Linked DNA regions of Mus musculus: regions 1, 2, 4 and 5 are each linked to region 3. The links are chromatin contacts, called in public promoter capture Hi-C maps. All regions are on one chromosome and are shown on one strand. Each heading gives the region's core, a stretch centred on a gene start, on an enhancer-like site or on the middle of the called end of the contact. The rest is flanking DNA. Distances are from core to core; before and after follow the strand shown. Region 1 holds the start of Nop56 (NOP56 ribonucleoprotein). Region 2 holds the start of Crls1 (cardiolipin synthase 1). Region 3 holds the start of Rnf24 (ring finger protein 24). Region 4 holds the start of Ebf4 (early B cell factor 4). Region 5 holds the start of Trmt6 (tRNA methyltransferase 6).

Region 1 (4,958 bases), core at 2,288-4,787, 1.1 Mb after region 3:
ACATCCAGGTTCTTCCGTGGGATCTCTCCAGTCTCATAGAAAGACAGCCGTTCCTCAACTTGTTCTCGGAGTTTTTCCCCAAATACACTTGTGGGGACCTCTAGATGTGTGTGCGTGTGTAAACAAAGTCAATTACAACCCTTGAAATGACAAACTACTCCCCAGCTGCTCTCCCCTCAGCTTCACTCAGACCCAAGGTGTCAACACTCACTAGGTGAACTCTGTTGACGAAAAATATTACCATCATTGTAGAAGCTGCCAAGGTAGGTTGTTTCCCCCCCACTGTAACCCCTTCAACTCAAATGCCAACTTCCCCATCCATACCAGAGAAGCAATCAATTCTTGAGGCAATACTGCATTTGTTTGCTAGGTATCGGGAGATACGGCCTTTGTTCTTTGCAGCTGCTCGGCCAATGAAGGTGGAATGAAAAATGAGTCCATATTTTGGTGTGTTACCCCTTGTCTTCAGGGCTCTGTGAGAATATTCAGTCAATAGTTTAGTCAAAAGACTTGACCCAAATAGCCAAGTTCCCCTCTTCTAACAATTTCCCACCAGGCTTGGCTGAACTTTCTACCTCACCAAGTGCCAACCTAGCTCCCAGAGGCAGAGAGGGAAGGCATCCAATTTGCTGACCTGGAAACTCGGTCCCCTTTTGCTGGGCCCTGGGAATCACTCAGACACCAGGACTGGCCATCACCCCCATAGCAGAGGCCTGTATAGGTCAGGTTGCCCTGGTCAGCCATCATTGTAATCCCCAAACAAAACAGTGGACACCAGAAGCAGCACCTGACATGAGCAGGCGCCCTCACTGGTACCTGAACAGGGCCTTTTCAGCCCCAAGGATCTGTACTGTGGACGCTGGATACTTGGCCAGGTTGGTGAGGCTGCCAGCATGAGCAATGAGGCGTGCACCTACCTGGAGAAAGATCCGAGGAGGAGGTCAGGTGAGTAAGTGGGAACCTGACCTCCCAGGCTCATCCCCTCTTCTCTTCCCCACCATGCATCAACTAGGGACAACATGCTAGCCACAAGGATAGCGGTACAGAATGCTGAGTTTCACTCCCCCACTTTGTGTTCCCCATGACGCACCGCTTCCCCAATTAAGGCTGACAGGCTGGGGGCTACTTGGCTCATCTTGGAGCGAAGGTAAGTGTGTAGGCTCTGGCGATACTCTGACAAAGACACCACACGACTGGAGAAGCTCTCGATGTTTATCAAGTCGATAGCAGATATGTCCATGCCTAGGAAACACCTAGTGTGAACAGGGGGACCAGATACTCAAGGAGTCTCGTACCTTATACAGGCTGCCGCGCTCCGCACTGACCCATGGAGGACCGAGAAGCATCCAAGATGGCCTTAGCCTTGGCCCCGTCCATCGTAATTTCTTCCAGTTTCTCTAACTTCTCTTCATTCAGCTCCCTGCGGTTCCCAATGAACTGAGCCAAGCGACAGTATGTGGCGTTGTCATTGACGATCTTCACCAGCTCTGGAAAGTGGTACCCATACCACTCCCTGTAGAGGAAGTCATTCTCTGATCCAGCTATCAAACCTCAACTCAGGTCCCAAGCTCTCTCAGGCCCGTGTCTCCCCATTCACAATACAGACCAGGCACAGTGGCCTAGGCTGAGGTGTACATGGGGTAGGTTTATTCTGCCTCCTCTTTCTATACAGTCAGTGTAGGAACACAGCCTGTGGTAAGCACAAGGAGGCCTTGCTTTGGTCCATGATTTTACCCACATGAATCATCGGCCATGCTCGACTTCTATACCTTACCTGACGCGCATCGAGAAGGTATTGATATCTTTATCCAGTTGGTCCAGGAGGCTTATGGACTGAATAATCATGTTGTCCACTCGGTTCACATTAAATTTAACTTTGGCACGAGAGTAGCTGTGTCCCAGCCCTAGCTGGGCCTTACAAGCAGAAAGATCTGTCAGACCCTTCACCAGATTATGGAAATGCAGACGAACTCCTAAAAAGAAGATGGGACTTTAAGAATAGATCCTCCAGGACCCAAGTAACCACTCACAGCAGATCACATCACCAGGCCCGTAGGCCCCCTGCTGGCTTCTGTGGGCACTGCATCCACGTGGTGGACAGAATAAATGAAATAGGACTCTTACCTCGAAGGATCTCAGCTATCACACCACCAGTCTGGCAGTTGTACCCCAACTCTTCCTGTATTGCAGCACCAATCTTGGGGTCTCCAACCCCCAGAAGTACTTTCTTCTTTTTAGATGGCAGGTATGTCTCCAGGAGCAGGCGGAGGTCCTCGTGAACAACACCTTTGGGACAAAGAAAACAGCTCTAAACCACACATTGCAGATTGGAGACTGTCTCCAATCGGATTAGTTAACACCCATCCCCGCAGGCATTGCTCAGACACATGGAGTCGTCAGTGATCTCTCAGGGGATTGACAGATATATAAGTCATCATTGCAAAGCCTGGCTCTACCACAGGTCCAGGAGCACAATTGTAAAGCATTTAAGTGCTTTTTAAATTACAAGATTTATTTATTATATGTACACTGTAGCTATCTTCAGACACCCCAGAAGAAGGCATCAGATCTCATTAGGGATGGTTGTGAGCCACCATGTGGTTGCTGGGATTTGAACTCAGGACCTCTGTAAGAGCAGTCGCGCTCTTAACCGCTGAGCCATCTCTTCAGCCCCTGCATATTAATGTTTTAAAATGCCATCCTGTAGGTCTCAAATAATCCCTAGACTGTATCAAGCTTAGAAGAAAATCATCTAAGAACATCAACCACCCAGAATCCCATGTTCCGGAGGGACCGACTCACCTTCAGACACAGCATTGGCATTTTCCAAGGCCACCTGGGATGAAGAGAAGGGACAGAAGGCCACCAGACGAACGACATTGTGGAATTTGCCAAGGTTAAGCACACATTCCTCCACCTGGAGAGAAGGATGAATGGGCTTTCTTTGAATTTGGCTTCTACAGCGCAGTAAGGCAGAAGCACCAGCTGTTGTAGCAATTGGTGCCTGGGCCCCGAATCTTAATTCTCAAGAAATGGAAATGAGATGTTTATCTCCGACCGCTTCCAATTATATAGATTCGCGTTAAAGAGTCCCCTCATTCTAGAGCTCCCCCCCCCCCCGCCGGGCCCGGTGCGGTCGGCCACGTGGGAACACGCGGTGCATGCTGGGGTTTGGCGGCCTTAGGGGCTGCATTGCAGCTCCGCGAGCCCACCGAGCTCACCCACCTGCGGCAGCAGCAGGCTGATCTCCTCCACTTCCTTCAGCGCCAACAGCGCGTAGCCGACCGCATGCTCGAACAGCACGTGCAGCAGAACCTGAAAAGAACCGGCGCGCGGCCATCAGTCAAACTTCCCAGTCCGCGGGGCCGCTGCTAGAGCAGGCCCTGGCTCAGACCCGGAGCACGACCCCGAATGCAAACCCAGACGCACGCTAAGGCCTTCACTACGCAAATACCCCACCACCACTCCTCACCATGGCGCCTGCTCCGTGCCCAGCTCGCAATGCGGCTAGCGCGCTCTGGCGCGCGGAACCAGACTGCGGAGACCACACCTTCTCCGGTTTGACCAATCAGAGGCTGCGGACGAAACCATTGTCAGGTCTTCGGAGGGGGTTCGCGGGTGTGGTATCGTCCGTCGGGCGGGTTGGACTACCACGGGCGCGAGCGGGCCTGCCAAGCCCAGCCTCTGCGGCTGCGCGAGCCGGTACTGCGTCTGTAGTGAATGGTGTCGCTCCTGCCGGCAGGCCGCAGAGTGGCCTGGAGACCACCCTTCTTCGTTCCTCGTGCTTTTGTCACCCGTGTGCCGGGCGGCAGAACTCGGTGAGGGGACATGAGGCTTCCTGATAAGCCTCGCAGGTTTCCCGCTGCCCAGATATTCCGGGTCCTCGTGGGACCCGGCCTCAGACCCTGCAGAAATGGCGTCTTCTTGCTGCCTGCCTCTTCCTTTTACATTTTGTTGTTAACAAAATTGTTGGTGCGGGCTGAGGCATAGACAAGAGCGGTTTACCTCTTCCTAGTTCTGTTCCTTTCCCTGATTCATAGAACCCAGCGCTGCTCGGCACCACGTGGTTGCTCATGGCCGCGTAGGCCCAGAATTCTTCCAAGGAGCTGCGTTCCTGTTTTTTTCAGTGCCAGTTTTAGGCACACCAAGGTGGATAATTTAAAATCACCTTTGCTTTAAAAAAGAAAATAAAAAGACACTTTACTTTAGTGTTAGGATTATAAATCCCAAACTTGATGGCCTAGTCGGCCATCAATGGGAGGAGAGGCCCTTGGTATTGCTAAGATCATATGCCCCAGTACAGGGGAATGCCAGGGCCAGGAAGCGGGAGTGATTGGGTTGGGGAGCAGGGCGGAGGGAGGGTATTGGGGGCTTTGGGGATAGCATTTGAAATGTAAATTCAGAAAATATCTAATAGAGAGAGAAAATAAATCCCAAACTTGAATAGTCTCTCTTAAATAGTCTATGCCTTATGCGAGAAAAAAGAATCATGGAGTAAGTCGGCTGTACATTGTCTATCATGGAGTAAGTCGGCTGTACTTTCTCTATAATGGAGTAAGTTGGCTGTACATTGCCTGTAATGGAGCTGGCTTGGATAATAAAGTGGACTTGGATAGTAAAGAAATGTGTATGTATTGCAACTAGGAAGCTACAAGCGCTTGGCAGGACATGGTGGAACGCACCTTTAATTCTGGTATTTGGGAGGCAGAGACAGGCCTGGCTACATAGCAAATTCCAAGGCAGATAAGGTTACCCAGTGAAACTCTGTTTCAAGAAAAGTAAGCTATAAATGCTTGTGATTAGATGAGGCGACACAGCACAAACAAACAAGCAAAACAAGATGTTCCTTTGGCTTCCTCACCTCCACCACTTCATTAAAATGTCACCCCAGGAGTTGAATGGTGACACGCACCTTTAATCACAGCACTTTGGAGGCAGACATCTGTGAATTCAAGGCT
Region 2 (4,753 bases), core at 1,923-4,422, 1.5 Mb before region 3:
TAAAATGCTATAAATTCATACTTTTAAATATATACCTTATTAACTGACGGGTAAGAAGATAAACTTTAATTCTTGTAAGCACGTATATATAAATATATTCATAGAGAAATTTTAAATGTAAAAGATGAGCATGCCTTATTTACCATATAATCTAGCTTCTAATGACTTCATTAAAGCAAAAGATTTGAAAGATCTTCTAAGTAGCCAAACAGACTAGAATTTTGTCAGAAAACCAAAACAAAACAAAAAGCAAATTATCAAATCCAGGTACTCTCGTCAAAAGCTGCTAAATCCAAGACAGAGATAGATGGAAACGGAGAGTTCTATAAATCTGTCAAAAGCAGCAATGGAGATGTTCAGACTCCTTCTTCTCCCTCAAGTAAAAGCCTGAGGCAGTCTGGGATTTCTGGTTCCTTGAAACTTCCTATGGAGCAAAGCTGTTAGACACGGGCACTACCAGAAGGGCTCCCGGCAACGGCACTGAAAGACATTGCCAAAGAGAAAACTCATGAGCGCATGCCAACTTCTAAGCTAGCAAAGCTGCAACACCCTGTGCCACATGGTACACAAACAACAAGAAAATATCTTTCCCTGGAGCCTGAACTGTTTTCTCCATTAGTCAAGATTCCACCCCCTTGAATGCTATCTTCGAAGAAGCATTTTAGCATCCCTTTTAATCAGTAAGTCAGTAACCAACTTGCTAAACCTTAACCTTTTTAGGAAAAAAAAAAAAAGCAGGCTGGTGAGCTCACTGGGTATGGGTTCTTAGGGCCACGCTGACAACCTCAGTTCCCAGAACACACGTGGAGAGTGAAAAGACAATCCAGGGAAGCCGAGATCATGATGTGTATCAGTAGCAAGTATGTTTGCATGAACCAAAAGGGAAAAGTGGCAGCGCTCACTTCTCAAGATCATCTTTAAACAGCTCATGACCCACCTACCTCATAAGAAAAGGCATTGATACTAAGAACCCGACAGAAAGCGTGTCGGTGTAGAGGAATAATATGGTGGTTGTTGGAGGCAGGTGGAGAATACTGTCACTGAAAATTATAGAACTTCAAATTCTATAGGGACAATGGCCAAATCAGAAGCAATACAACCCTCTAAGCTGGAATCTTCTATTCAAGTAGGACTACGCTATATAGTTGTATGAAAACAAGCTCATTTCACCCAGGTTCAAAGATTAGAAATGTTCCTGAAATTTAGAAAAAGTATCAAGCTGCTGAGACAGCTCGAGATTTGCCCTGACCTTTGTATGTGTAATGAAAAGAGTAAGGCTATTGACCACACTGTGGAACAAAGTCAAATACTGACCCAATATTACAGCAACTCACAAAAGCTGGGAAGAGAGAAAGGTAGCTAGCTCAGGGCTGTGCTAGAAAGCAAAAGCCATCAGACTATGGCGGCACACGCCTTTAACTTGGGCACTCAAGAGGCAGAGGCAGAGGCAGGTGGATCTCAGAGGACAGCCTGGTCTACAGATTAAGTTCCAGGACAGCCAGAACTACACACAGAAACCCTATCTCAAAACTAAAACAAGCAAGCAAAAGCTGAGAATGAAGAGCTCCAAAGTTAGTCTAACACACTGAAAGAGCATGACTAAATAGAAAGCTGCACCCAGCCTCCTCACTTCCCTTGGTAAAGACACAACACAACTACAGCTGGCTACCAGGCCAGTAAGTGAGCCTGTGCCCCACAAAAAAATGTTCACCGGCTGGCATGGTGGTGGTGCAGGCCTTTGACCTCAGCACTCGGGAGGCTGCGGCAGGTGAATCTCATGAGTTCGAGGCCAGCGGATCAAGTTCCAGGACAGCCAGGGCTGTTACACAGAGAAGAGCTGTCTCGAAAAACAAAACCCTACAAAAAGCTCATTAATATCTAGTTATTACATTTGGACATTTGTGAAAGTCGACAAAGCTTAATCTCAAATTACCCAACCAGATAACCTGTGGCATACTCGGCCAACTGTGCTGGGAAGGGCTTCAGCCAGGTTGAGGGCAACTTCAAAGCATCCGGCGGCGTTCAATCTCCAAGAGTTTTAAAGCTAGGCCTGAAGCTGTGACCCCTGCCGGGGTGTGGCCACCTCAGCCCATGCTGTGTAACTGAGGAGAGCAGGGCAGTACAGTGGCCGCTGAAGACCTAACAATTGAAGATGTAATAATTGCATGGACTTGCTAACATGACATCAAAAGCTGGGCCACACTCATGCTCTGGTGTCACCTGCTTGGGAAGTTATCTTACCAGGCAAGGTGAACAAATCCTTCTGTTACGTCAAGAATAGTCTGAAGCTTTCTATAATACAAAGTTGAAAGATCTTTTCATTACAACCTAAGCCAGATAATTATCCTCCGTGATACTGCTAAAGACCAAAGGATGATGTAATCTGCACAAACGGACAGAAGGGCCGTTCTTATGGTTCCGCCGAACTTAACCCTGAAGATTCACTTCAAAAAATTAAAAACAGATTAACTAGACGAGCGATGGTTGTTTTTACCTATGCAACGTGTAGACACACCTCCCAGCAACGGGTGTGCACACAAGGGGATTACAGTGGGTTTCAACTTGGCCAGAGACTGTACCCGGCGGGGGACCCCTGAAGTTCACCAAGATCGAACGCCCTGGCTGCCCGTAACTTCCCAGAACACCGGGTGAGTGTCGCGACAGAGCGCCGAGCCCGTCACCTGCGTCCCGCCGACCCTCCCTCGCACGTACCGAGCTGGCGGCGCTCGCCGGGACCCATCGGGCGCTGGGGGCCTGCGCGGCGGCACCTCCTCCTCCGGCGGCGGGCTCCGGGGCTGCCTTCCCCGCGCCCGAGCAGTGGGTCCGCGGGCCGGCGCCGGGCAGCCGCAAGGCGAACGCGGCCGGCCGCAGCCGCCAGCGCTCAGCCAGGCAGCCGAGGCAGCAGGCCGCGGGCGGCAGCAGGGCCCTGCGGGAGCCGCCCCTGCCGAGCCGCGCCCCCGGAGGCCGGAGGGCCACGCGAAGAGGGCCCCACGCGCCGCGCGCCACGCGCCAAGCCAACATGGCCGTGTGGCCTCCACGGAGTCCAAGAGTCGAGAACTCAGACGCCCCTGGCACCGGCTGCCAGCTTCTCTAGAGAAGTCGAGCGGTGCCGAGGCCGTATGGACAGCTCCATACTAATTTCTACACTCTGGCACTTTCCGCTTATACAGGTGGCCTGAACCGCCAAGGGAGTCAGCTTTCACGACGTTTTCACGACACCCAGCCGCTCTGCTCACCGGCGCCCCCGCGCGGCAGCGGCGAGCACGAACAGCTAAGGCCCGCAGGTTAGGAAGACCTGACTAGTGAGTAGAGCCGCTAGTGCCTGCAGGCTAAGAAGAATGACAGGTAGGGAAGACCAAGAGCGAGTGCCACGTGGCCACAGGAAGCCACTTATATCAGGCCTGCCTGATGCCAAGTGGCCCGCTGGTGTGCATGGCTCTGTATTATCACTGGAGATGTAAAGCATTAGTGTTGGCATCAAAGTAGTTAAGTACCTACTCTGCTTCCTTAGCACTAAATGCATATGAATAGAGCAAAGGGAAATGTCAATAATAGCAATCACTAATTGTTTACTTGGGAAGTGCTTACTGTATGCGTTATAGTGTCATTATTTATCCTCTCAACAACTCTAACATGCCTTCTGTATTTGCCTTTACTTTTACAGGTACAGAAGCCCGTGGACAGGAGAAACCTGCTTATTCTAAGTCTGAATTAGAAACAAATCAGTTCACTGTTATAACCTTACCTAACCTACCATTTTGTTATAGATTTGAGCTTGAACCCAGGGCCTTGAATCCAGGTCGGGCAAGAACCAAACCAGTGAAAGGTCACCACGTGGTGATGTCTTGCAGTCTTTCCACTGTTCTTCAGCCCAGTCTGTGATGGCACACACTCACCTGGAAGTTGTTCGTAAAGCCCACATCACATTTGACGATTGTAGTCTTTTTTTTTTTTTTTTCCAAGACAGGGTTTCTTTGTGTAGCTCTGGCTGTCCTGGAACTCACTCTGTAGACCAGGCTGGCCTCGAACTCAGAAATCCGCCTGCCTCTGCCTCCCGAATGCTGGGATTAAAGGCGTGCACCACCACGCCCGGCTAAGGATTGTAGTCTTAAGGAGCTTTTTATCAAGATCATCTTTATTTTGTTTTGGTTTTTGCGAGAGGCCTAGACTTTTCTTTTTAATTAAAAAAGGAAGAAAGAAAAATGAAGAAAAGGAAAGAAGAGGAAAAGAGAAGAAAAATCTAAGCAGTGGTATGAAACAAAGAGAAAAAGAAGTAAAAAGATAAATCCAGGTGGCCGTGGTGCATGCCTTTAATCCCAGCACTTGGGAGGCAGAGGCTGATAGATATCTGTAAATTCCAGGTCAGCAAGGGCTACACAGAGAAAATCTGTCTCGAAAACAAAAACAAAGTCAGTTTCTGTTCATAATTAGAGTTACATCCCCTTGTATATAGTCTTAGCCTTAGTCATCCCCTTGTATACAGTGGTCTGATCGGCCCATTTTGGGATGGATGGGTCAACTGATGGAGCTGCTTGCAGCTAATCTAACCAGCTGACTTTGATCATATTTATATCAGCTACCACTTGGTTCCTTCAAGTCAGGGTTTAATATTTCTATGGTATTCTATGGCATATTATCCCTCATTTCATTTTCATTTTGCATTTACTATCAGTTAAATATTCGTTGTAAAATACTAGGATTTGCTTTATTTTGGTTACTCAGCGCACACTGCTTTTTGTATGTGTGTAGGTGT
Region 3 (4,635 bases), core at 1,519-4,018:
TTTTGCAGTATATTTTACTTATTCTTTGATGGTTTCATACATGTATATAGATCATATCCACCCCTCAATTTCTCCCATCCCTTAAACTCCCCAGTCCATCTCCTTCCCACCTACATGCATCCTCTCCCTCTCCCCCTCCCTCCCCTTCTCCTTCTTCTCTCTCCCCTCACTGAGCCTAATTAAGTACTCCCCACAACAGTGTAGGTAGGGTATCATTCACTGGATCATAGGCAACATACTAGCAGACGTATTTCTAAAGAAAATTGATTTCCCAGCAGCTGTCAACTACCAAGAGCTTCTCAGTTGCGGTGGGGTGGGATGTGAATCCCCCTCCACCCATGCCAGGATGCTCACTGGCTAAATCTCACGCAGGTAAGCACAGGGTCACAAATGCCATGACTGTGTCACACTCAGAAGAAAGCATTTCACGACATTCCTTCCCACCACTGGCTCTGCATTCTTCTGGCCCCTCCTACATGATATTCCCTGAGCCTTGGGGTCATAATAGATGTCCTGTTTAGGACTAAGCATCCAATAGTCACTTATTCTTAGTTCTCTGACCACTTATGGATCTCTGCACTAACTGCTGCCACTGCAAACAGAAGGTTCTCTGTCCAATCTTGGGATCAGCACTAATCTATGGTTACACATATAAATATTTAGGATGCAGCTTAACAATATGAACATTTAGCAGAACAACAGTACTTAGATGCCCCTAGGGTCTGTGACCTCCCCAGCCACTTGCTTTTGACCAAGTTTACAGTATCAAGTATGAATTCCTCCCTGTGAGGCAGGCCTCAAGTCCAATCAGAAAGTATTCAGCTAAACCACAATGGTCATTGCTATTGCACCAGTGGGCAGGTCTCGACTGACAGATCAGTGTAGTAGCTCTAATCCTGTTCCCAGCAAGACCATTGTTTCAGTTTGCTCCCCTAGTGCTGTGATAAAACACCATGACCAGAACAACTTGGGCAGGAAAGGGTTTATTTGGCTTACATTTACAGGTAATAAATAGGCCATCATTGAGGGGAGTCAGAAAAGAACTCAAAGGAGGGATTAGAAAGAAAGAGTTGGTGCAGAGGCCATGGAAGGGTGCTGCTTACTGGCTTGCGCCCTATGGCTTGCTCATAGCAACCAGGACCACCTGGCCAGGTGTGATACCACCCACAGTGGTTCATGCCCTCTCATGTCAACCAGTAATCTAGAAAATGTTCTGCAGACTCACCTACAAGCAATCTAATGGAAGCATCTTCTCGATTGAGGCTTCTCTTCCCAGATAGCACTAGCTGTGTGGATATGACATAAAGCTCTAGCCAGTACAACCACTGACATATTTTCCAAAGGAGATTCCTGGTGTGTATAGGTTTACAGTCGGTGGCAGGTGATATGCTTACAAGGGGTGGGTCCTCCCACATCAATCATTAATCAAGCATATGCCCCACAGAGGTGCCTTCAGTCCAGCCTGAAGGAGGTAATTCTTCAACTGGGGTAACCTCTCCCCGGACAACTCTAGTTTGTGCGACACTTCTCTTGAATGCAGTAAAAGAAAGCCTGAGATAGTAATCCAAGCCCTTGAGTATCTTCACTCACGTGGCCTGCAGCTCCGTTGTAGTGTGTCCTGAATATTTCTTTCTTTCTTTTTTTTTTTATTTTGCTTTGCTGCTCCCCCCCCCCCCCTTGCTTTGCTTCAACTAAATTTTCTTGCTACTTTTACACATCGGTGAGAGCTTTTATTTCAATTCCTTGAACAAGAGACCAAGAATATGAAAGCTTTGTACCCTAATGTCGGTACTGATCTGCCTTAGCCTATGTGCCAAGGTGACAGAATTAGGTAGGACTTTTAAGCTGGCAACAACACAGCAGGGATCCTGAGAGCAGAGGTAGAAGGGGGGCGGGGGAAGGAGGGGGAGAGGAGGGAAGAGGAGGGCAGGGGAGAGGTGGGGAGGAGAGAAGGGAAATAGCTCACAGGTGTTGGCCTGATTTGGAGAGAGAGGAAGTTGGGTCGAGGGTCTGTGATTAAACATTCTGAGTCCTTCTTACTTCCCCTTTCCTAGGAAATGTATGGTTTACTAAAGCTGGAGGAATGGGCTGGTGGGCATTTTCCATGATGAATTTAAAGTCACAAACTAGTTATGGTTTATAGAAGGATTGGGGGCGGGGGGGGGGGGGGAAATACCTCCCAGGGAAATGGGAAGTTAAGGGAGGGAGGCCTGAGGTGCGGTACCCACACCCTCTGCTAATCCGTTTTAGCAGTGGTAGCTATGAGAACTCCTGCATGCTTTCGCTGACCTGCTAGAATTTAGGCAAGGGCTCAGTGCTCCCAAATCCTGAGTCAGTTTGTCTGTAGTGTAGAATAGGAGCTGGGGGTCGAGAGTAATGAGTAGATGTAATTAAATAAAGGACACACTGTTTCTTAAATATATTTCCTTCCACTGTCTGTACAGGCGCAGCAGGTGGAAGATCTAACTAGGGGTACCTCACCTTTGAGGACTCTTGGGCCGGATGCTACGAGAAGCGAAGCTTTACTTTTTTAACTCTTACGAACGTCCACATACACGGAAAACACTACACAGCGGAGAAGATATGAACCTTATAGCTGGGCATCACGAATCAATCCTCTAGAGCAGCCAGTAGCCCAGCGGAAGGGACGCCGCGCCTGCGCACTTGCCGACAATGAAGCCGCGCGCCCTCAGTGAGGAGGCGGGACTTGCCCGGGCATCCGGGTCCCACACCCCGCCCCCGCGGCATGAATGAGAGGCGCGGCGCCGCCCCTCCCCCGCCGGGCCCGCCCCTCGCCGGGGCCGCAGCTAAGCAGTCGCTACCGCCAGCTCAGCGGCTCGGACTCACGGACGCGGCTCTAGCAGTTCACCGCAAGAAGCTGACTCCGGGCGCCGCCGCCCGCACGCCCGCTGCCCGTCGCCCGGGTGAGTGAGGGGAGGGCTGGGCCTGAGCGCCGCGCGGCTGAGGCTGAAGCGCAGGCTCCGCAGGTCCGGCTCTGGGATGCTGAGGGCAGCGCGCCGGCCTCGCACCCCCTCCGAGACCGGGGTCCGTGGGTTAGTCCCCACATACAGGCACAAAGGGCGGCGCGGGCTGTCACCCGGAGGTCACCTCGGGCTGGGCCCGGGCGGGGGAGGCGGGATGGGCGGAGGATGGAGGAGCCGCTGCCTCTGCGTCGGTGGTGGGGACCGACGCTGGTCTCGGGGGGTGCGGTGTGGCAGTGGTTTTCTGGTCCCGAGCCACTCCTTCTTTTGTGGTGCTTGTCTCGTGCCTGGTTGTCACACCGTGCAAGGCACACTGAGACCTCTCTGGTTGGCTTATTTATTAATGAAAGTCATATGGCGGCCTCATCATTTGTGGGTGGGGGGCGTGCGTGCACCCACAGGCCAGAGAATTAGTGACCCTGCTTTGTTTCCGGAGACCTTAGTGGTGTGTGTCCTGTGAAATGAGACCGTCTGAGATCGTCGTAAAGGGCAGAAGGAAAAGAGGTGTAAAGATAACTTCATCTTTACCCCTTCGTCTCTGGTGTTATTTCAGATAACAGGTCTTTTGGTGTTTCGTTGTTTCTCATTGTAAAACCAGTGGGTCTGTTCATTGAAAGTGTGAGTCTGCATTCTTATGTCTCTGTATATTTAGAACACTTTCTTTTACGATTAATGGTGATCTATTTACGTAGCGGCGGTACGCCGGCATCCTGAACATTGTTTTCTGGGCTTAGTTCATGATAATAGGTCTTTGTGCTTGTGTACCTATCTATAGGAATACTCCCAATATATCTAGGGCACTGCTTTCCCCACTCTTCCATACAGACAGATTATGTTTCTTGCCTTTCTGCTCTAATAAGAGGTGGTCTAGCAGGTTCTTTCCACCTTCTTGTCAGTCCGGTCGTCGCCCTCCCCGCCCCCGCCCCGCACCCCTTAATGCTTTGGCAAAGGATATTACCTAAATATTACCGTGGTATGCACCCTAGCTTTGATCTGAATTTTTGTGTGTTTGGTTGTGCAGCCTAGCTGAACAGATCATCTTACATGACTTATCAGAAAGCACCCCTTTTTTCCTCCATTGTTTGTCTTCATTCCCCCTCGCCCCTGCTCCTGGTTCCCCCCTTCTCCGTCCCCAAAGAGGCTAGGAAGCGCTGCTGGGTTCCATAGGCTTTAACTTGATAGGGTGTGTTCACTTAGACAGTTAAAAAGAGGTATTTAAGATAGGCAGGTGTGGCCGAAAATGCCTTCTCTGGACTTGGGAGGAAGAGGCAGTAGGATCTCTGTGGTTTCAAGGCCAGTCTGATTTACATAGTAATTTCCAGGCCATAACACAGAATGAGACCTTGTCTCAATAAACAACAAACTTTTCCTTGTTATCTTGTTTTAAGCAAGATTATTTGAATTTTAGAAGATAGTTATTACTCTAGTTGGATAATGATATTTTTGTTTCTTTTTTACCCTTCTAATTTTGTAGAGTGAAAAAGCACATTTTTGAAATATTTTTGTTATGATCTTTTGATTCAAAATAGTGGAGGTAAAAAAAATGCAGTTTATATATGAATAATTGAGTGGGTTCAGTTTTCTTTAAGATTCTCTTCAAGATTACTTATTTTTGAGTCACATATATTTTCATCCCTGGTAAAATTTCAGTACA
Region 4 (4,851 bases), core at 2,350-4,849, 1.1 Mb after region 3:
CTTAGTGACCCAGGACTAAATGGTAGGCAGGGGAAAGAAAACGCTCACCAGTGTGTTCTACCATTTTCCTCCATGGCTTTCAGTCCCATCTACTGGCTATTTATCCCACTTCTCTTCTGCCAATCCTCTCGCTATCCACCCACAGGCCTGCCTGCCAGCCAGGTTCCAGGATGAGGAGCAGCTATTAATTATTAAAGCAAACAAAAGCATTTCCTAGCAGGGAGGCTAGCCTGCAGCTGCTTACAGGAAAGCCATCCCCAGCTGCCTTCCTCCTCTAAGGCCTTGCTCCTTGAGCAGTGACTGGCTGGTAGGATGGGTAGTCCTAATGTCTCCCATGACTATTGCAGATCTAGGGCTGGCCAGGTCCCTCTAGTCTCTCCAGCCTAGGAAGCAGACCAGAAGGAGAAAGGGGCTACCATCTCTGCTAAGCCCATAGCAGGAAAACCTGTCTGAGGAGGGTGGGGAATGGCCTAGGGATAGGTCTCAGAGATAAATTCCCATTGATTCTGGGTAGGAGGAGTCACAGCAGTGGCCAGGGGCCTTTGGGCAGACATCCCTGTTAAGGAGACCCTGGCAGGGAGCAGGGAGCCTCCCCTCCCCTTCCTATGGGATGGGTATTCATTTCCTCTTCTTTCCCTACATCCTATGCTCAGAATTTCCCTTCTTGTTAGCAGAGGCTCCCTCGCTGATCTTAGCAAGCCCTCTGAGCCTTTTCCTCTTCATCTACTTTCTTCGAAACTTTGGCATTTTTGTAAAGTTGAAGTTTTAAAACTGGAGAGGGGTAGCTGAGGGGTAACTAACTGTAGGGCAGTTGCTAGAACATACTGAAGTGAAGAGAGGTGCCTGACAGAGAAGCCTTTTGGAGCCATCTAGGTGGACTCCTTAAGCTTGTGGGCTACAGAAAGATTGATGAATGGACTGCCATCTTGGCCCTACAGGAAAGCCCCAGTTGTCAGAGCCAGGAAAACAGAGACAGGCGGCGGACTGCAGAGCCTGACCTGTAGTTTAGGTAACATTAAGAACTGTTCTCCTGGGCAGGGAGGAAACAGAAACAGAGCAGGTGCTGAAGGCGAGTTGGGGTTGCTGAAGGCTCGCTAAAGCTCTGCAGTGGGTGATGCAGTGGGCTCGCTAAAGCTCTGCAGTGGGCGTGTGATGCTAGGGGCTTCAGGACCGGTTTAAGAGAAAGCAGTTCTGGCAGACTTGTTGCCTCTTCAACATTATCAGCTATTGTCATACAGAAGCTGGGAAAGAAAGCTGGGGTCAGATTGTGACAAGCCTTGAATGCCAGGTGTCTGGGATGTGCCAGTGACAGCAGCCTATGGTAACCATCCTTAAAGTGGCGAGTCAGAGTACAGGACCAGGAGTCTGAATTATCCTGCAAGCCAGGGAGGAATGCGGTCTAGGGCTCAGAAGTGTAACTGTTAAAAGGTACCTGGGGACACTGGGATTGGCAGTAGGCATCCATAAGCTTTGCAAACCAAGTGGCTGTGGGCTGAAGGTGAGGAAGGCGCAGATCATCCACACCCAGCAGCCCTGCAGGAGCGTCAGCCAGGCAGGGAAGGACGATGAAGGGGAGGCTGGGAGATGGAGGTTTCTTGTTATGACTTGGGATGGGAAGACCTGAGCAGAGGACTGAGGGGGGAGATACACACAGGAGAAAGGACGAGCAACGTGGAAAGAGACAAAAACAAGGAGTAGCCTCCCCTCTGGAAGTGGGAAGAGAATCACCCACGGGTTTGAAAACTCTCAATCTGTGTCCTAGAATGACAGTTTCCAGACTCGGGGACAAGCAAGCTCAGGCCTGGAAAATGTTCTGTTCAAACCTCAGAAGGCGTTGGGGTTCAGTTATGTGGTCTTGGGGACTCGGAATAGACCCCACTCGAGAACCTTTCTCTGTGTAGAGACACTGTCGGTGACTAGGATTGCTGAGGCTGAAAGTCTCATGCCCAGATTTCTTGCCCCTTCACCCACTGTCAGGATATCATCTCTGGCACCCCTGCTTCCCCCTCATCTAATCTGGCAGCCCTGGGCAGGTAGAGAGAAAAGTCTGAAAGAAACAGCAACTTCCAGTCTAATACACTCAGCTATAACGTCACACGACCGCCTCAGCGGGAAAGCCATAACCAACAGAAAAGGAGGCACACACAGTTTTAAGGCTAGCACAAGACAAACCTTAAGGGGGTGGGGGAAGGGCATGGGAAGGAAATAAATATACCAACACACGGAGAGCAAGGAAATACACCAACACACGGAGAGCAAGGAAATATACCAACACATGGAGAACAGTAGTGTTAAAACATCTGTTATTGTGTTTCTATAGTCTCTAGCTAGACCGTTCTAACTAGAGACTCTAACTTACTGGAATCGGCTCATCTGGAATACCCTTTCCTGTCCAGGAGAGATCATTCAACAGAAAGCTCAGCACTCTCTCTTTGAAGACAGATGTGCAAAAATACTGCACCCCTTCGTCCAGAAAACACTCTCTGTCTAGTACTGGGTGAGGCTGGGAAGCACCACAAGTGATACCTGATCAAGTCTGGGTGTGTGGATGGGAGTGATGTGCCAGCCCTGGTCTGCTTCGACACCCTTCAGATACTGGACAGAAGCTATTTAAAACTTGAAGAGCCAGTGCCTACCCTGTCCTGGATGTCCGCAGGGACACCTACTTAGCGTGAGGCACCGTGAGCATCTGATCAGACGTATAACCTCCAGTCCATGTTGTATAATGAGAGGGAGTGTTACAGAGACCAGGTTCCAGCTGCTGCCGTGACTGAGTTAACAAGCTTTCAAAGTCCCCATCCAAATTCTGGTGTCCATTCCTTACAGAAGTCTCCTGTCTAGTCCCCTATGCCTCCCCCTGAAAAGTAACCAGAGCCGATTCTGCTAATTCCCAAGAGCTTCCAGTCTCCTTCAGGTTCTAACCAAAACCACTCAGACGGAGGAGTCCAGCCTCATTCTCAGCCCCAATCAGTTCAGCAAGGCTAACTGCCCACTGGCTAAGCCTCTCTTCAGCCCCACCCACATCTCTGGTTCTGTACACCACAGAGTTTCTTGCCTTTCTTGTTGGGTAGCCACGGAACTGGACAAGTGGAACGGTAGAGACTGCACAGGAAGAAGGGGCTGTACATCTCTAGATGACTAGTAACTGTGGGCCATGGCTCCAGGTGTGCGGGAGGAGGCGACACCACCTCCAGAACCCTGGACCCTAGTGAGCAACCCGCCCCATATCCTCAGGAAGAAGTCAAACTCACACAGGGTGAACAGGAGACTTCGTCGGGACAGTCAAGAGTTAGGACTCCCTCCACCCCTCGCTCCAGTAGCTAGGCGTGCAGGACGAAGGCGACACTAAGCGGTCCAACCAGCGTGCTAGTTCGGGTGGAGCGCTTACCTCTGCGCCGCGGTGTTGGAGTCCAGGATGCCCGCGCTCTGCATCCAGGAGCGCACCGAGCCCAGGCTGGAGGGCAGCAGCGGCTCCTCTTTCAGATGGAGCCCACCGCGGGGCAGAGCGTCCTGTGCGGGGAACATAAGGACCCGCAGTTCGTGGGCGCCCCCAACTGCCAGGGATCCCGTCCCGCCGAGGCTGTGGGCGTCTCAGCTCAGCCCGACCCGACGGCACCAGGAGCCTCCAGGAGCGCAGCGCTGCACGGAGTCCCGGCGCCTCAGTGCCGCTCGCCTCGCGGGTGCTTTCTCAGAGAAAACGGGTCCCCGGGCGCCGGCGCTGTCCCCTCCCCTCCCGGGGCGCGGGGCGGGGAGATGGAGGGATTCCCCCGCGGCCTGAGAGCCAGTGAACAGACTGAGAGCGGAGCCCGCACCGGCTCCGCACGGAGGCGCCCCAGAGGCGCGCTCTGGCGGCTGCCCAGCGCGGCGGTCGTCGGAGGGGGGGGCGAGCGCCCCGCGAGGTGCCCGCCCTCCCCCCACCCGGGTCTCTCCCCCGCCCGCCCGCGGCGCCCGCGCGGGGCGCTGATTACCATCCGAGAGGGGGAGGCTGCGGCCGTGGAGGTCGGCGGCGGCGACGGTGGTGGCCGGGGCGGCAGCAACAGCAGCAGACGCGCGTCCCGTGGAAAAGCAGGGCCGGCGCCGGGCCAGCAGACGCAGCCGCCGCCAGGCCCCCGAGTGCCCCGGCGCCCCGGGCCTGCCGCTGCCCCGGGCGGCAGCACCTGCAGCAGGAGCAGCAGCAGACCGGCCGAGTCCCCCCGGGGCCCGGTCCCCGCGCCTCCCCGCCGCGGCCGCCGCCGCCCGCCGCTCCCCGGGGCCTGGCCGCGGGCCCTGGCCATCCCGCCGCCGCCGCCGCTCCCTGGGGAGCGGGAGCCGTAGGGAGGGAGCACGGGCAAGAGGAGGGCTGTCGCAAGCGGGTGGGCCCAGGGGACTCGGGGCCAGGGGAGGCGGGGGCGGGGCGCGAGGCCGGCCGAGGGGCGGCCAGGGACGTGACATCATCGGGGGAGGAGCGGCCGGGCTGGGGCCGCGGCGGCGGGGCGGACCCTGACGAGTCCGTAGCCGGGCTGGGGGCCACGGCCTCGGTGGAGGGGCGCCGGGAAGCTGGCCCAGGCCAGGGAAGATGGGGAAAGGATGGGCTGGGGGCTGCGCGGCGAGGAAGCCCGGCCTAAGCAGGGCAGCTCGTCCACACCACGCTGGGGAATCACCACGGCCTCCCCGTCGCCACCAGACGAAGCTCCAGCATCTTTGTGGTCCCATCTTCTTCTCCTAAGTATGCGCCGCCCTCTCCTCAGCCAACGCTTGATTCTAGGAGTCGCTGCACCCTTGGTGCCACTTGACCTCGGCTTAACCTCCGCGCCTTAGCGCTTAAGGGTCTCTCACCTTGTGGTGAAGATGCGGCCCCAGGCAAGCTGAGCT
Region 5 (4,968 bases), core at 766-3,265, 1.5 Mb before region 3:
TCCCACTTCTGATAACCTTGGCATTTCTTGGTTGGTTCTCCCTCAGTCACAGGAATCAGACTGCTGTGTTGAGTCTACCATATACATATCCAATTCCTTGTATGAAATCTTTTGAAACATTCACCAGTTCCTGTTTTCCTGATACATCATATAGCAATAATGCTCAAACAAATGCTTGGAAGAGAGAAAGGCGGCATAGAGCAGGAAGACCAGTGCACAACGGTAACATGAATTGTAGTATCCAAAGATGAATATATAACTTATGGTTCTTAAACTCCACCTTCAGAGAAGTAAAGCTTCCAGCCCTTATACGGGATAAACTGATCCAATGTTGACTGTTGAAGTAACGGTTGTGAGGCTTGTGCTGAAAACGTAGAATACGATGTTAGTAAAAACCAAAGCACTGGCTAGTTTTCCCTCCAACTAGTTTCTCCTTTTACAGGAGTCTATTAATAGACTCCAAATTAGATATTTCAATAAGAATTATAAATATTAACCTTCAGACCTGAAGTCTGAGTTAAACTATCCTGCTATCTACTAGGCATTATTATTAATAGGCATTATCATTATTTCCATTCCTTGTATTTTTTTTTTCTTTTTACATTATGTTGCCTGTGCACACTAGTAGGCCCACACATGCCATAGTGCATATGTGGAGGTCAGAGGGCAGCTTATGGAGTCAGTTTTCTCCTTCCACCATGTAGGTTCCAGGGACCTGAGGGTCCTCACTTGGCAGCAGTCCCCCTTACCTACTCTGGCATCTACCGGCCCTTGAATTGTCTCTTTCCCGAGAGAAAACATATCGATCCCTGCGTGCACGTACCAGAAGCGTGCTTTCCTGAAGCTTCATTCAGGTCAACTCTGTTTTCTCTTTCTCTCCACCTTCCTGAGAAGTTCCCACCACCTCTTCCTCTTTTCCAGCTTTGGAATCTTCCTCGTCCAAAACCTCTGCCTCTATAAGCACCACTCATGTCTTCCACAAGTCAAGAGCACTCCTAAAAAATGTATTAACATAGTAAGGGGGGGATTAATGTACTGTGTTTAAGACCAGCACTTAGGCTTGCAAAGTTCCATGCTGCAGTATAAACCTTATGTGTTGTATAGTTAATTCTTTTAATCTCCATCATGATTAAGGTACACCATAGACATTTATTCAATACCAGTTTTCAACAAACCACCAAGAGAGAAATCAAGGAGTTAACTTGAACCGGTTTTCTGTGTGGAACTAATATTGGGCAGTATTGGCTGAAAATAATCCTCACCAGTACGATACTAGGGAAATAACATAGCCCAATCTTCGCTGTATTACTTTCTGTGGCAGGCTGTCCTAAAACTGTTCCAAAAGAAAGTAACTCCACTTAAAAATTCCTATCCCACAGATACAAACTATTGATAGATTCATACGCTGTGCTGTAATTCATTAGGAGAACCTGTTCTAACCCTAAGAGGTTTTAATAAATAAAAGATTCGCAAGTATGCAAACTAATAATAATCAAGGTTGCTTGTGATAGCCCTGTGATAAAAGCTCAAGTCTTCAGGATCCTCAGGATGAGACATTCCATCGCAACACTACGTTCCACATCGATCCAACAGGATAACATACTGAGAACGGTGGCGATTCCAACATCTACATAGGGAAGCAGCCTGAGAAAAGTCGTACGCAATCCCTGACTCCCCGTCTTCCTCGCGTCCTGCTTTCAGGAGCCCCGGAGCCTGCGACAGAGCCGTAAGCCGTATACACTCTCACGCAGGGCTCCGCGGACACTCCGTCTCCGGAGCCGCCCGGTGCCCGCGTCACTGCGCGCCAGAACGCCAGACGCAGGGCGGGGAAGGCCGAGCACAAGCCCAGAAGGCAAACTCGGACCTCGCTTGAAGTTCTTTTTTGGCGCGTCTATGACGCGCTTCTGCTTAAGGAAGCCACGCGACTAGGGGGCGGGATGAAGTGTAGCCAATCAAAGAGTTCAGAGAGACGGAAGTCGCCAGGCTTCCGGAAGCCGTCCCGAGGTCCGGACCGGAAAGCGGAAGCGGCGTGCAGCACGTGGGGGCGGTGCCGGCGGAGACGCAGGTCCCTCCTGGTCGTGCCGGGCTCCTAGCGGCTGGAGCAAAAACGGAGGTTGAAATTTACCTGGCTTCCATGGAGGCATCAGCTGCGGAGCAGCCGAGCTCACCGCCCCCGCCTCTCGGGGACCACTGCATCCATGACGGTGACTTCGTGGTGCTGAAGCGAGAAGATGTGTTCAAAGCAGTGCAAGTCCAGCGGAGAAAGTGAGTCTGGTTGCTGGCCTTGGGCAGCGCGCACCACCACCCGGATAATCACTCCCTCCTGTGCCCCATTCTTGGCTCTTTGAATCCCGCTCCCCAGCCCTTATTGCTACCACTCAGGTCTTCCTATCACTGAGGCCTTCCCACCGGGATCCTGCCGCATCCTTGGCTTACGGGTACAGTACTCGCCTCTACCTTTCATTCCCCAACTTTCTATTCTACCTTCTGCGCCAAATTCTCTTCCCAAGAATTCCATTCTTGATACTCCCACTCAGGAGGGTGCTTTCCCGAGGATTCTTGGGGGGCGGGGGAAGAGCCTCACTAGTCTTACAGAATTTATCCAACCTTTCACATTCGTATCTCTTATGTCTGACTCTCTTCCCAGCTCCCCACTTTCTTCATAAATCCAACTTCCTCAGTAAGAGAAAAGGGAGATAAGAAAGATCTCTTACACATAGTATGGCTTGCAGGTAGGCAGTCTTATTCTCTGGATCCCAGTGGGAAAAATCTGTCTACTGTAAGAAAAGAGAACTTACTACAAGGTACATGGCCAGCTTAAGCCCAGTATACATACTGGTGCTTGCTGATGGCCCGCTGAAGCAAACACTTTCCTGCCTCCCAAGTGGTGGGATTACAGGTTTGCTTCACCACACTCAGCTTGCTTCATGTTCTGATACAACCATTTGAATGTCCTTTTTATAATGTGTTTTGTTAGATGATCCTTTTTGTTACCAAGGAGACATACTGTATCTTTAGTTCTAAAAGGTACTCTTTTTGTTAATTAGTTTGTTTGATGGGCTACACAGAGAAATCCAGTCTCAAAAAAAAAAAAAAAAACCAACAAAAAAACGACCTAGTATTGTTTTAAGGTGTGTGTGTGTGTGTGTGTGTGTGTGTGTGTGTTTTTGTGGGCTTGAGTATGTGAATTCCTGTGCGCTCAGTGGCCAAATGCTTTGTATTTCCTGGAGTTGGCGTTACAGCCAATTGGGAACCACACAACTTGGGTGCTGGGAACCAAAGTCAGATCCTGTGGAAGAGCAGTAAGTGCTCTCGAGTGCTGGGTCATTTCTCCAGCTCCCTAAAGAGTCAGCTGTAAGCTCTTTTTACTATCCCTGTTCTTAGGAAGCCACGATCCTAATTTTTTGTTTTATTTAGAAAATGACCCACTGAACCCAGCTGCATCCCAAGCCGGACTCCCTATCACCAAAGAGATCATGGCTCTCTGCCACTCTTAATCGTTCCCAGGAAACAGGCAGCTTCATTATTTATCAGATCGCCTCCCACACTTTCCGGCCTGTCAGTTTGGATGCTTGCCCCCCAGGCCCCCACCACACACACCTTTGCACATAAGATAGGCTGGCAGAGGCGTAAAGTGTTTCATTAACACCAACATGATTCAAGGATGAGGATAAGAGGTACAAAATAGATGTTAGTTACTGGAAATCCAGCAAAGAGTAAGAATTAGGAGTCAGGAGCACCTCCAGAGGACATGTAGTTCAAGTGGCATTTGATGAATGAGGGGAGATGACTCAAAGGGTAGAGCTCTTAACCACATAAGCATGAGGTGCTATGGTACATATCTGTAATCCCAGCGTTCTTACAGCAGGATGGAGGCACACACAGGAGACTCTATAGAAGTTTGAGACTGCTTGCCTGACATATATAACAGTGAACAAGAGAGATCTTGCCGGGCTGGAGAGATGGCTCGGTGGTTAAGAGCATTGATTGCTCTTCCGAAGGTCCTGAGTTCAAGTCCCAGCAACCACATGGTGGCTCACAACCATCCGTAATGAGATCTGACACCCTCTACTGGTGTGTCTGAAGACAGCTACAGTGTACTTAGATATAATAACAAATCTTTGGACAAGAGCGAGCAGGGCTGGAGTGAGCGGGATTGCAGCAAGCAAAGGTCCTAAATTCAATTCCCAGCAACCACATGATGGTTCACAGCTATCTGTACAGCTACAGCTTACTCATACACATTAAATAAATAAACAAATAATAAATAAATAAGAGAGAGACAGAGACAGACATAGACACACCTTGTCTCATAGAAAGATGGAAGGCAGGAACCAGTATCTGAGTTGATCTTTTGACTTCCATATGCATGCTGTGGTACCCAAACACTAACATGTGCACATGCCCACACAAAAGATGAAAGTAGTTAACCGTTTTTTAAGGATATGATATACAAAGATATGGTGGGATAGAGAACTGAAAAAGGAAAGATGAAAAGAGTGATGCAGGGCACAAGCAGAGTTTACCAGGTCAGGACAGGTCTCAGAATTCAGAATTCTGTGCGTGTGAGCTGGGCTCTGAAGCTTCCTTAGGTACAAAGCTTTTCTTTACGTCAGCCATGCCATGTATGTAGAAAGTATCTGCAGACCTGTATGAATCCTGCAACTTTAACTCCTCACACAAACATGTATACAATTGTCATTGTGTGTTATGTTTTTCTGTCGAGTCGATACACATCAGTTCACCTCAGAAATGGAACCCACAACAGACCAAAGAAATGACTGCAGCAATGTCCAGTTTGGTGAACCAATGTGTGCACACACGAGCACGTGCACTCGCGCGCACACACACATCACCCAGCAGCAACTGTTTACTCCTTTTTATCTTGTTAGATAGGAGACCCTCAAGAATCTTCTAGGCTTTTTTTTCTCCAGACATGTGACTGTTTGCTTGCCCCCTGAGACTGGT

What was found. Promoter capture Hi-C pulls out the DNA fragments that hold promoters and counts their contacts.
Region 1: a contact with region 3 is called in a promoter capture Hi-C map of pre-B cells, with 7 times the contacts expected there. The contact joins the promoter of Nop56 here to the promoter of Rnf24 in region 3. A contact is called at or near these places in 3 of 39 promoter capture datasets (cranial neural crest, liver and pre-B cells), 1 of 484 Hi-C or Micro-C datasets (CD4 T cells), 1 of 115 datasets of contacts at active chromatin or transcription factors (pancreatic cancer cells) and 1 of 9 other capture datasets (liver).
Region 2: a promoter capture Hi-C map of erythroid cells shows a contact between it and region 3, with 14 times the contacts expected there. The contact joins the promoter of Crls1 here to the promoter of Rnf24 in region 3. A contact is called at or near these places in 2 of 39 promoter capture datasets (erythroid cells and pre-B cells).
Region 4: a contact with region 3 is called in a promoter capture Hi-C map of pre-B cells. The contact joins the promoter of Ebf4 here to the promoter of Rnf24 in region 3. A contact is called at or near these places in 3 of 39 promoter capture datasets (cranial neural crest, liver and pre-B cells) and 1 of 9 other capture datasets (embryonic stem cells).
Region 5: a promoter capture Hi-C map of pre-B cells shows a contact between it and region 3, with 4 times the contacts expected there. The contact joins the promoter of Trmt6 here to the promoter of Rnf24 in region 3.

What each region holds. Positions count from the first base shown.
Region 1 is chr2:130,272,991-130,277,948 of GRCm38.p6, reverse strand. It overlaps Nop56 (NOP56 ribonucleoprotein), which reads right to left and starts at 3,537. Exons shown (of 12, transcript NM_024193.2): 1 at 3,473-3,537; 2 at 3,226-3,315; 3 at 2,803-2,917; 4 at 2,125-2,286; 5 at 1,775-1,973; 6 at 1,326-1,513; 7 at 1,091-1,242; 8 at 817-917; 9 at 325-473; 10 at 1-100. The coding sequence starts at 3,475. Snord110 (small nucleolar RNA, C/D box 110) reads right to left here and starts at 2,434; the gene lies at 2,376-2,434. It overlaps LOC115489609 (a small nucleolar RNA gene), which reads right to left and starts at 1,712; the gene lies at 1,580-1,712. LOC115489632 (a small nucleolar RNA gene) reads right to left here and starts at 754; the gene lies at 669-754. It also overlaps LOC115489601.
Region 2 is chr2:132,845,085-132,849,837 of GRCm38.p6, reverse strand. Crls1 (cardiolipin synthase 1) reads right to left here and starts at 3,172. Exons shown (of 7, transcript NM_001024385.1): 1 at 2,713-3,172. The coding sequence starts at 3,021.
Region 3 is chr2:131,351,025-131,355,659 of GRCm38.p6, reverse strand. It overlaps Rnf24 (ring finger protein 24), which reads left to right and starts at 2,768. Exons shown (of 6, transcript NM_178607.4): 1 at 2,768-2,924. Gm30590 (a long non-coding RNA gene) reads right to left here and starts at 2,828. Exons shown (of 2, transcript XR_374984.2): 1 at 2,482-2,828.
Region 4 is chr2:130,294,687-130,299,537 of GRCm38.p6, reverse strand. Ebf4 (early B cell factor 4) reads right to left here and starts at 3,599. Exons shown (of 17, transcript NM_001110513.1): 1 at 3,389-3,599. The coding sequence starts at 3,525.
Region 5 is chr2:132,813,101-132,818,068 of GRCm38.p6, reverse strand. Trmt6 (tRNA methyltransferase 6) reads left to right here and starts at 2,015. Exons shown (of 11, transcript NM_175113.3): 1 at 2,015-2,265. The coding sequence starts at 2,135. It overlaps Mcm8 (minichromosome maintenance 8 homologous recombination repair factor), which reads right to left and starts at 1,928. Exons shown (of 19, transcript NM_001291054.1): 1 at 1,604-1,928; 2 at 824-995; 3 at 281-364. The coding sequence starts at 971.